Regions from separate parts of the Mus musculus genome. Here region 1 is linked to region 2. Evidence: chromatin contacts called from public HiChIP or PLAC-seq data. All regions are on one chromosome and are shown on one strand. Each heading gives the region's core, a stretch centred on a gene start, on an enhancer-like site or on the middle of the called end of the contact. The rest is flanking DNA. Distances are from core to core; before and after follow the strand shown.

The links. HiChIP or PLAC-seq counts read pairs in DNA pulled down with a chosen protein or histone mark.
Region 1: an HNF4G HiChIP or PLAC-seq map of pancreatic cancer cells shows a contact between it and region 2. The contact joins two enhancer-like sites. A contact is called at or near these places in 2 of 115 datasets of contacts at active chromatin or transcription factors (astrocytes and pancreatic cancer cells).

The regions. Positions count from the first base shown.
Region 1 is chr9:56,896,563-56,902,744 of GRCm38.p6, forward strand. Cspg4 (chondroitin sulfate proteoglycan 4) reads left to right here. Exons shown (of 10, transcript NM_139001.2): 9 at 30-213; 10 at 494-3,308. The coding sequence ends at 2,328. Among named protein-coding and RNA genes, the nearest start is that of Snx33, 29 kb to the right of the region's middle. Within about 2 kb of position 4,864, at least 77 of the 459 cell types and tissues checked have an H3K27ac peak or open chromatin away from gene starts, as enhancers often do. A contact at or near this core is called in pancreatic cancer cells, where this site is marked.
Region 2 is chr9:56,272,245-56,278,343 of GRCm38.p6, forward strand. All of the region lies in intron 3 of Peak1 (pseudopodium-enriched atypical kinase 1), which reads right to left. The region is part of intron 5 of Peak1os (a long non-coding RNA gene); the gene reads left to right. Among named protein-coding and RNA genes, the nearest start is that of Peak1os, 34 kb to the left of the region's middle. Within about 2 kb of position 1,512, at least 53 of the 459 cell types and tissues checked have an H3K27ac peak or open chromatin away from gene starts, as enhancers often do. A contact at or near this core is called in pancreatic cancer cells, where this site is marked.

The DNA of each region.
Region 1 (6,182 bases), core at 3,614-6,113, 630 kb after region 2:
TCACACCCAACCATGGTGTCTCCTGCCAGGTAAATGCTGGGAATATTCTGTATGAGCACGAGATGTCCTCTGAGCCCTTCTGGGAAGCCCATGACACCATCGGTCTCCTACTGTCCTCACCACCTGCCAGGGATCTGGCTGCCACCCTGGCCGTGATGGTGTCTTTCGATGCTGCCTGTCCCCAGCGCCCCAGCCGTCTCTGGAAGAACAAAGGTGAATAGCATGCTGGGATGGCAAGGTTGGGGATGCAGGGAAATAGAGAGTGCCCAAACAGAGGGATAGCGGCTTCTGTCTTAGTCCCGGGGGGGTATAGGGATGGTGCATGGGAACGCTGACGTCAGAAGTCCCCGTTCTCCCAGGACCATGAGCCCCGTCCTGGAGCTACCAGTGGCCTAAGGGAGAAGTGCAGACTTGCCCCGGGGTCTCCTTTCTGAGGATTCCTGGTTCTTCTTCCAGTGGACTGGACCTTCATAGCCTATGTCTCATCCCCCAGGTCTTTGGGTCCCCGAGGGCCAGCGGGCCAAGATCACTGTGGCTGCCCTTGATGCCGCCAACCTCCTAGCCAGTGTGCCAGCATCTCAGCGCAGTCGGCATGATGTACTCTTCCAGGTCACACAGTTCCCCACCCGAGGCCAGCTCCTGGTGTCTGAGGAGCCACTCCATGCCAGGAGGCCCTACTTCCTGCAATCTGAGCTGGCCGCGGGACAGCTGGTGTACGCCCATGGTGGTGGGGGCACGCAGCAGGATGGCTTCCGCTTCCGTGCCCACCTCCAGGGACCGACGGGGACTTCTGTGGCAGGACCCCAGACCTCTGAGGCCTTTGTCATCACTGTGAGGGACGTGAATGAGCGGCCCCCTCAGCCACAGGCCTCCATTCCTCTCCGTGTCACCAGGGGCTCACGAGCCCCTGTATCTCGAGCCCAGCTGAGTGTAGTCGACCCAGACTCAGCTCCAGGGGAAATTGAATATGAAGTACAGAGGGCACCCCACAATGGCTTCCTGAGCCTGGCTGGGGACAACACTGGACCTGTGACTCACTTCACACAGGCTGATGTGGATGCAGGGCGACTGGCCTTCGTGGCAAATGGGAGCAGTGTGGCCGGCGTCTTCCAGTTGAGCATGTCTGATGGAGCCAGCCCCCCCATACCCATGTCCCTGGCTGTGGATGTCTTGCCATCCACCATTGAGGTGCAGCTGCGTGCACCCCTGGAGGTGCCCCAAGCTCTAGGACGTACCTCACTGAGCCGGCAGCAGCTTCAGGTTATTTCCGATCGTGAGGAACCAGATGTAGCTTACCGCCTCACTCAGGGGCCCCTGTATGGGCAGCTACTAGTAGGGGGGCAGCCTGCCTCCGCCTTCAGCCAGCTGCAGGTAGACCAGGGGGACGTGGTCTTTGTCTTCACCAACTTCTCTTCCTCTCAGGATCACTTCAAAGTTGTAGCTCTGGCCAGGGGTGTGAACGCATCAGCCACCGTAAATGTCACAGTGCAGGCTCTGTTGCATGTGTGGGCTGGTGGGCCATGGCCTCAGGGTACCACCCTGCGCCTTGACCCCACTGTGCTCGATGCCAGTGAGCTGGCCAACCGCACAGGCAGTATGCCCCACTTCCGGCTCCTGGCAGGACCCCGCTATGGCCGTGTGGTCCGAGTGTCCCAAGGCCGAACAGAATCTAGGAGCAACCAACTTGTGGAACATTTCACTCAGCGGGACCTGGAAGAGGGACAGCTGGGGCTAGAGGTGGGCAAGCCAGAGGGCAGGTCCACTGGCCCAGCAGGTGACAGACTTACTCTGGAGCTGTGGGCAAAGGGTGTCCCACCTGCTGTGGCCTTGCTGGACTTTGCCACTGAGCCTTACCATGCGGCCAAATCCTACAGTGTGGCCCTACTCAGTGTCCCTGAGGCTGTTCGTACAGAAACAGAGAAACCAGGAAGAAGCGTCCCCACTGGCCAGCCAGGCCAGGCAGCATCCAGCCCCGTGCCCACTGCGGCCAAAGGTGGTTTCCTGGGCTTCTTAGAGGCCAACATGTTCAGCATCATCATTCCGGTGTGCCTGATCCTCCTGCTCCTGGCCCTTATCTTGCCTCTGCTCTTCTACCTCCGCAAACGCAACAAGACGGGCAAGCACGATGTCCAGGTGTTGACCGCCAAACCCCGCAATGGCCTAGCCGGTGACACAGAGACCTTTCGAAAGGTAGAGCCAGGCCAAGCTATTCCACTCATAACTGTGCCTGGCCAGGGGCCCCCACCAGGAGGCCAGCCTGACCCAGAACTATTGCAGTTTTGCCGGACACCCAATCCTGCCCTCAGGAATGGCCAGTACTGGGTGTGAGACCTGGCCTGTACCAGATGCTGCCCACCCATCCACCAGGCCCACTGTTGCTGTACCCTGGTCTGGCCTGAGGATCTCCAGAGCCAAAAAAAAAAAAAAGACCTTGAGATGCCAGGGGTGGAGGGAGCTGGGAGACAGCTGGAATGAGTGGGGTCAAGAGCTGGAGACTTCCTCGGCTCTCTTAGACCTGGAGCGCCATGGGGCCAAGGTGAGAGGCAGCTAAAGTCAGCTCACTGCAGAAAACAGGAAAGCATCCTAGATGGGTCACAACTCCGGGTCCTGGAACTGTGACCTTAGATAAATCCTGACCCAGACTGCCAAGGTCAGGGGAACGAGAGCACCCTCTCTGGTGTTTTCCTGAAGCCGAATGGGGAGGAATGTTAGGCAATAGATTAATATATTCAAGGTGCAAGATGGGTGGGGTTGCTCTGGGGTTGGTTAATTTAAGGCAAGAAAGCTATTTAACATGGTGCTGGCCTAGCCAGGCCTGATGAAGCCCTGGAGTACACGGGATAGACAAAGGTCTGAAGTCATGTCACCCACAAAGCCCTGTGGTGGAGCGCCCGAAGCACTGGCCAGCAACTGTCAGTGCTTGGACTGGGAGTGTTAGAGGCCACCCTGGTGGCCATGCTCTCCTCAAGACTAGGGAGCAGGCAAACGAAGACACTTGACTCCACTGAGCCGTGGCGAATGGTGCTTCGGAGGCTCCGAGCAGCTGTGCGTCGTTTGAGTTTGTGCACTGGGCTCCTATCCGTGGCAGCTTCACTCCCCTGGGGCAGGCCATGTGGCCTCGCTTCATGGGGGGTGGGGATGGACAAATCTGGACAAGCTCTTGAATTTCCACCTCCTGGGGCATTCCCAAAGTCCTCTACTCTCACCTGTACAGGCAGATGGGCTGTTTGTTGAGATGGGACCAAAGCCCTTACGCTACAGGGAACGTCAGGGAAAAATAAAAATAAATAAATAAATAAATGCTCCCAGCCATAGACTCCTTGGCCTGGGTTTTGGCCTCCAAGGCCCTATTCCTCCCCCAGCCTCCTTTCATTGTGGCTGCAGAAGCAAAAGTAAGGGACATGGGGGGTGTCAAAGTTGGGGACACAGTGCATAAAGGGAAGATTGGACAGGCAGACTTTTGTGTGGAACATTTTACAATCTCCGTCCTTCAGTAGGAGAACCCAGGTATTTCTCTAAAGGAGGGGAACCAATGCAGACACAGGAAAGTCATACCCCCTAGAGCAGATCATTCAGCTAGCAATGGGTCATGAGATCCCAGGTCTCCAAAAGAAAGGCCATTATGTGAGCCACAAGGCAAATAGAATCCTCTGGCCCTTCCTACAAGAGGATGATGCAAGATCAGGGGCAATGGAAGCAAACTCTGGCCCAGGGAATTATCTGGTCTTGAAAATGGGCTGAAGTCATTAGAAAAGAAACATAAGCTGAATTGATGTCTCTTGCTTATAATCCCAGTACTTAGGAGGCAGGAGCATAAGAATGAGTTCAAAGTCTTTTTAAGATTACTTTTTTTTTGTATATGAATACACCATTGCTCTCTTCAGACACACCAGAAGAGGGCATCAAACCCCATTACAGAAGATTGTGAGCCACCATGTGGTTACTGGGAGTTGAACTCAGGACCTCTGGAAGAACAGTCTGTGCTCTTAACAGCTGAGCCATTTCTCCAACCCCAAAGTCATTCTTGACCCTAAAAAAATTGAAGGCCAATCCGGCTCTCAGAGATCCTGTCTGAGCAAAAGGGAGGAGGCAGTAGGTTTCTGTGCTCTGGGAAACCGTGGGACTCCACGAGGCCTAAGAACAGGAAGTTAGAGGTGAAGGGCAGAAAGCAGCCTTTGGCAGCTGACCTGCTCTGGGGGCTAGGGTTTCCTCTGCACGTGTCCCCAGTATCTGTAACATTTGAGCCTCGCTCCTGCTCACCACCCTGCCTGCCTCCAGACAACACTCTCTCACGGCATCGTGTTCATTTTAACATCCGGCCCCCTCTCAGAGACGTCAGGCAGGAAACTTGGAACCAGGTGGATTACCAACAAAAAGATCTCCAGAGGGACAGGAGGGACAGGGAGACAGAATCAGAGAGGGTATGAGACCCAACTAGAGCCACACAACAGAGTAACGATAGATGAGACCCAGCAAGGCTTCGGTGGTGCCGCACTGAGAACACTGCCGTGAAAAATCATTTCCCACCCCTCTGCCTTGTACCTCCCCAGAATATAGCCTCCAGAAATACTCTGTGTCTTAAACTGCCAACACTAGTTTCCTTTTTATAAATGTGATGTCTCTGCTCTCGAAGACCAAGAACATCCCCGTATAACACTCACAGCTCCACCTTGCCACTCCCAGGAAGTTAAGGCTGGCTCCTCAGGGCCTTGCTACCATGAGCCAGTCTCCACCCAGAGTAAGGAGCGTCCCTGAAAGTGTAAGCAGAGATGTGGGTGACAAACCTGCCAGGCAGGATCTGCCCTCATCTCCTGTTTCCCCTAGAGGACTGACAACACCCTCTATTCACACAGCCTGCCCTGCCCTGCCCTGCCCCCAGGCACTGGCACAGGCTGACACTGCTCTGCTGCTCCGAGCCTGGGCTAGGTGGTAAGCTGGTACCCAGACATTGTGCCCACAGCCGTGCTGGGACCTGAGTCTTTCACGACACAGCCGAGCGTGTGTGTGTGTGTGTGTGTGTGTGTGTGTGTGTGTGTGTGTGTGTGTGAAACCCTTTCAAATATACTCCTAAAACTTAAGGGCAGGGTTCCTTCCCCTCTACTAAATAGTTCACAGAAGCTGGAGATAAAGCTTACTGGTAGGATGCAGGGCTGGAGAGATGTTTCAGTGGTTATGAGAGCCAAGTCTGAACCCCAACACCCACATGGTGGCTCACAGCTAACTGTAAGTCCAGTTCTGGGGATCCAACACTCCCCTGTGGCCTCTGTGGGCACCAGGCACACACATGGCACACAAACATACATGTAGGCATGTATGCTTAAAAATTAAACCTTTAAAACAAACAGCCGGGCGTGGTGGCGCACGCCTTTAATCCCAGCACTCAGGAGGCAGAGGCAGGTGGATTTCTGAGTTTGAGGCCAGCCTGGTCTACAAAGTGAGTTCCAGGACAGACAGGGCTACACAGAGAAACCCTGTCTCGAAAAACAAACAAGCAAACAAAAAGCAAACAAACAAAAAAAGACAACTACATCATCTTTCCTTTCCTAAGGAGCTTGTTCTTCCTAGGCTCTGGAAATAGATAGGAACTTGATCTGTAACCAATGTTTATGATGTTGAAAACATCACCCTCTTTTTTTTTATATATATACCTACACAAACACACATGGTTATATATGTGAACATGGGTTTTCTCATAACATTTGGACACACAGCGCAGAGATCAGTACTTGTCTAGATAATATGCAACCTATGAAAAATGTATACCAGCTTTGGAAGCATGTGCCCTTTGCCTGTGGCCCTCCCAAAGGCCTAGGAGCTACAGGGTCAGGACATTCTACCCATTAAAGGACCTATACAAACATCGTTGAAAAGAGAAAGCCATTTGGTGGTAGTGCAAGCCTTTAATCCCAGCACTTGAGAGGCAAAGGCAGATGGAACTCTGAGTTCAAGGCCAGCCTGGTCTACAGAGAGAGTGCCAAGACAGCAAGACAAATAGGGCTACACAGAAAAATCTTGTCTCAAAAAAAAATTTTTTTAAAAGAAGGAGGAGGGCTGGTGAGATGGCTCAGTGGGTAAGAGCACCCGACTGCTCTTCCGAAGGTCCAGAGTTCAAATCCCAGCAACCACATGGTGGCTCACAACCATCCGTAAAGAGATCTGACTCCCTCTTCTGGAGTGTCTGA
Region 2 (6,099 bases), core at 262-2,761:
TTTATCCTTTGTCACCATCATTTCAAACATATCCTAATAGAAAATTGCCCAAATCTCTCTAGAGTTATAGGAAACAATGTCTTCTGGTTTGCTGAAAGCACTAAAACACCAGAGCAGCAGATTAGATAAGGAGGCAGTGAACCACGGAGTACCATGAGGTAAGTTTACTGCCTGGCATATAGCGATCAATGACAAACATTAGTCATCTCCCACAGAAAATAAGGAAATGGTGGGGAAAAAGATTGCTCCTTGAAAATTCAACTCATAAGAGGAACTTAACTCTAAAAGAAGTTTCAATATGATCCCTTTGGGGAATTTAGGGATTATGATAAAAAGTGTGATTTAGAAGGGTACCTTCAAAGTTGAAGACAATACACACCACCTTCTAAAAGAAGCCCACAAGACAGAGCTTTGAGGCCCCGGTGCTTGTTTATGATGTGTGGCAATGGCTGTTGCTTAAAATGAAAGTATTACCCCAAAGAATCCTTAGAAGAGTGCAAGCCAATAATAGAAACAACAAAATTTGCAGTTATAGACCAGAAAAATCTCCCTAGTGGCAAAGGCAATTTTTATTATTTTCCTTGGGCTCTTGCTTAAAATCAAGAGGTAGAGTTTAATACAGCATTCAAGAAGAATTTAATTAGTTTGAATGTAATTAAAAGTAAAATGACATGAACATTTTCATGATGAGGTTTCTGGGCAATGATTGAATAATCTTTAAAAATTCCATTACTATGGTTTAATAATTTCCGATAGACCTACTGCTTTCAAAGTTTTGGTCATAGTAGACAATTTAAATGAAAAATATTTTGGGGTAGCATTCAGCATAGAGTAGGTTTTCTAAGACTTTTAAGTTCTGGGGCTGCAGAAACAGCTCTGCAGGTAAGAGCACGGTGCTCACACCACCTCTAACTCCAGTTCCTGGAGGTCTGACTCTTCCTGGCCTCTGCAGGCACCAGACACACATGTGATACCTAAAACTAAACCCATATACACAAAATGAAAACATATTAAAAAAAAAACAAGCCTCATATTTTGAGATAAAATCCAGTAAGACAAAATATCAAAACCAATCATATATCAACTCAAACACAAAACATAGCTACCCTAAGGAAACAGACCCCTGACTCAGCGAAGGGAAAGCAATGCCCAAGACAACCTAAGGAGACTAGACAACTTCCAAATTACTCTAAACAACAGTCTATTGCATAACTGTGAAAGTACAATTGATAAATGCACCATAAATCTACAAAGGAAGGAGGGAGGGAGGTAAGATGGAACGAATGAATGAATGAATGAATGAGCAAGCATGATGGTCCTTGAACACCTGAATGTGAAGAGTGATGTGCTGAGCACACCACCACTCCCAGGTCACAGCCAGCTCTCGCCAGAAGACTGCAGTAAGAGTTAATATCAAAGCTTTGTCTGACTTGAAGCAACACAGAAGGCAAAAATAAATACCAACTCCTACAAAAAGCAGATGAATCAGATGCACACGGGGAACAAGTGTGGTCTAAGTGTGATGTTTAACATAGTTGTGGTTGGAAACCCAAATCCTGCTTCTGTCTTTAAGATGCAACTCTGAATTAGTCATTCATGTCTTTGGCTAAATGTCAGGCTACTTCCAAGGTACCTGATGTTCTTGGAAAGGGGCCATGAATATATTAAGATAAAAATGGACACTGAATTTTCTCTGATGATCAAATAAAATAATGAAGAGACGATGTTCAGGATATGATGTGTTCCTCGCTGCTCTCTCATCAACCTAGAGAGAGGTAGGCCTGATTATCTCTTTATGGTAGGGGTTGGGGAAAGATGTTTGGACATGGAGAAGCAGTAAAATTAAGAAGTAAAGCTTTTCAAGTTATATAATTTGGAAAATTTGGGATTAATATATAGACTTTAAAGCTTGATACTGGTGAAACCTCTTAAGACTGTCCTTTGTGCTAGAGATCATGATGTTTAAGAAAGGAAAGGGAAAAAAAAGGCAGACACAGCAGACAAGTATCCCTTGTTCTCCCTTGTGATGATTAGGGTGAGAATGTCCCCAGGAGGCTCAGATGTTTGAACACATAGTCCCCAGTTGGTGGCGCTATTTGGGGGATGGTTAGGAAGTATAACCTTTTTTTTTTTTAATATTTTTTATTACGTATTTTGCTCAATTACATTTCCAATGCTATCCCAAAAGCCCCCCATACCCTCCCCCCAACTTCCCTACCCACCCATTCCCATTTTTTTGGCCCTGGCGTTCCCCTGTACTGGGCATATAAAGTTTGTGTGTCCAATGGGCCTCTCTTTCCAGTGATGGCCAACTAGGCCATCTTTTGATACACATGCAGCTAGAGTCCAGAGCTCCAGGGTACTGGTTAGTTCATATTGTTGTTCCACCTATAGGGTTGCAGATCCCTTTAGCTCCTTGGGTACTTTCTCTAGCTCCTCCATTGGGAGCCCTGTGATCCATCCAATAGCTGACTGTGAGCATCCACTTCTGTGTTTGCTAGGCCCCTGCCTAGTCTCACATGAGACAGCTCTATCTGGGTCCTTTCAGCAAAATCTTGCTAGTGTATGCAATGGTGTGAGCTTTTGGAAGCTGATTATGGGGTGGATCCCTGGATATGGCAGTCTCTAGTTGGTCCATCCTTTCATCACAGCTCCAAACTTTGTCTCTGTAATTCCTTCCATGGGTGTTTTGTTCCCATTTCTAAGAAGGGGCACAGTGTCCACACTTTGGTCTTCATTCTTCTTGAGTTTCATGCGTTTAGCAAATTGTATCTTATATCTTGGGTCTTCTAAGTTTTGGGCTAATATCCACTTATCAGTGAGTACATATTATGAGAGTTCCTTTGTGATTGTGTTACCTCACTCAGGATGATGCCCTCCAGGTCCATCCATTTGCCTAGGAATTTCATAAATTCATAAATTCATTTTTAATAGCTGAGTAGTACTCCATTGTGTAAATGTGCCACATTTTCTGTATCCATTCCTCTGTTGAGGGGCATCTGGGTTCTTTCCAGCTTCTGGCTATTATAAATAAGGCTGCTCTGAACATAGTGGAGCATGTGTCCTTCTTACCGGTTGGAACATCTTCTGGATATATGCCCAGGAGAGGTATTGCTGGATCCTCCGGTAGTACTATGTCCAATTTTCTGAGGAACCGCCAGACTGATTTCCAGAGTGGGTGTACAAGCTTGCAATCCCACCAACAATGGAGGAGTGTTCCTCTTTCTCCACATCCTCGCCAGCATCTGCTGTCACCTGAATTTTTGATCTTAGCCATTCTGACTGGTGTGAGGTGGAATCTCAGGGTTGTTTTGAGTTGCATTTCCCTGATGATTAAGGATGTTGAACATTTTCAGGTGCTTCTCTGCCATTCGGTATTCCTCAGGTGAGAATTCTTTGTTTAGTTCTGAGCCCCATTTTTTAATGGGGTTATTTGATTTTCTGGAGTCCACCTTCTTGAGTTCTTTATATATGTTGGATATTAGTCCCCTATCTGATTTAGGATAGGTAAAGATCCTTTCCCAATCTGTTGGTGGTCTTTTTGTCTTATTGACGGTGTCTTTTGACTTGCAGAAGCTTTGCAGTTTCATGAGGTCCCATTTGTCGATTCTCGATCTTACAGCGCAAGCCATTGCTGTTCTATTCAGGAATTTTTCCCCTGTGCCCATATCTTCAAGGCTTTTCCCCACTTTCTCCTCTATAAGTTTCAGTGTCTCTGGTTTTATGTGAAGTTCCTTGATCCACTTAGATTTGACCTTAGTACAAGGAGATAGGTATGGATCAATTTGCATTCTTCTACATGATAACCACCAGTTGTGCCAGCACCATTTGTTGAAAATGCTGTCTTTTTTCCACTAGATGGTTTTAGCTCCCTTGTCAAAGATCAAGTGACCATAGGTGTGTGGGTTCATTTCTGGGTCTTCAATTCTATTCCATTGGTCTACTTGTCTGTCACTATACCAGTACCATGCAGTTTTTATCACAATTGCTCTGTAGTAAAGCTTTAGGTCAGGCATGGTGATTCCACCAGAGGTTCTTTTATCCTTGAGAAGAGTTTTTGCTATCCTAGGTTTTTTGTTATTCCAGATGAATTTGCAGATTGCTCTTTCTAATTCATTGAAGAATTGAGTTGGAATTTTGATGGGGATTGCATTGAATCTGTAGATTGCTTTTGGCAAGATAGCCATTTTTGATCCTGCCAATCCATGAGCATGGGAGATCTTTCCATTTTCTGAGATCTTCTTTAATTTCTTTCTTCAGAGACTTGAAGTTTTTATCATACAGATCTTTCACTTCCTTAGTTAGAGTCACGCCGAGATATTTTATATTATTTTTGACTATTGAGAAGGGTGTTGTTTCCCTAATTTCTTTCTCAGCCTGTTTATTCTTTGTGTAGAGAAAGGCCATTGACTTGTTTGAGTTAATTTTATAGGAAGTATAGCCTTAAGTGCATTTCTGGTACTGGGTTTTGAGGGTTTAAATCCTCAAGCCATTTCCATTTGCTACCATGACTGCTGCTCCAGCAAGCCTGATGCTTGCTGCCATGCTTCCCCAACATCATAGACTCTAACCCCTGGGAACCATAAGCCTAAATAAACTCATTTACTTAATTTGCATTGGCCATGGCCATTCTATCTCAGCCACTGAAATGTAATTAATGCATCTCTCCTACGCAGAATCTCGACAACAATGAAAAGATGGAAAGGAGAGAAGGGACTATTTGGCAAGAGGGAGGGACTAGAGCAGGGGAGAGGGGAATGGCATTAAAGCAATGTGAGGCTAAAGGAGTTTGAAAGGTAGCAAAAACAAATTGGTACTTTTATCCTTTCTTTTTTCCTCCATCTTTTTTTTATTGGAAATAGATTTTTTTCATACAATATATTCTGATTATGGTTTCCCCTCTGTAATCTATCTCAGCTCCCCTCCCATCCAAATCCACACCCTTTCTGTCTCATTTTAGAAAATAGACATCTAAAGAATAGTAGTATTAATAATAAAAAAGCAAACCAAACCAAATGGGAAGAGGACAAAATGTTCAAACAAAAAAAAGAGCCAAAGAAAAAGCACAAGAAACACATATTATGGATACAGAGACACATACACACACATAGGAACCCCATAAAAACATAAAACTAGAAGCCTACACACACACACACACACACACACACACACACACATTCACACACACACAAAACCAAAGAATGCTACTGTGTTGGTTTTGTATTGGTCATCTACCGCTGGGCCTGAGGGCTGCCATTAAGAGTGGTTTTTGTCCCTCTGAGACTTCATTGGAGAGAACTGATTTTTCATGTGCTAGTGGTTATCAAGTGGAGGTAGCTCCTGGGTTAGGGATGTGGGCTTGCGTCCACTTCTCTGTGCTAGGACCCCATCTGTTGCAGAGCTGTGCAGGCATGTGGATGCTGCCGCCGTCTGCGAGTTCATCTGTCTGTCGATCCTGCTTGTTCCCTTGCTGTCCTCCATCTCTGTTGGCTCTTAAACTCCTTCTGCTTCCTGTTCCACAGTGTTCTGAGCCCTGGGGGGACTGAAAGTTACAAGGTCTCTCTCTCACTCTGCACATTTTCTGGCTGTCCGTTTCTGTATTTGTTCTCATCTAAATATTCTAAAAGAAAAAAACTTTTAAAGCTTTTATTTTTCTTAAAGAAAAGGAGGGGAATCTGTTTCCAGACACTTCTAACAATAATTTTGAGTTGCTTGGATTTGATAAATTTAGGAGCCGTGCATGGTGGTGCACGCCTTTAATCCCAGCACTTGGGAGGCAGAGGCAGGCAGATTTCTGAGTTCGAGGCCAGCCCGGTCTACAGAGTGAGTTACAGGACAGCCAGAGCTATACAGAGAAACCCTGTCTCAAAAAAAAAAAAAAATTGTTAGCAACTTCATAGTTGCTAAGTACTTTGTTGCTAGATAACAGTGGAGCACCAGTATCTCAATACTTGTATAGGGGACTTTTAATTGGACTTTTGGGAATGGAGTGGAAAGAAGCTAACACTGAGACAATACAGTTACTATACTAAAAATTATGCTAACTCATCTATCCTGCTGACAACCCTGTATCATTTTTATAATTTCTCCGTGAGAAAA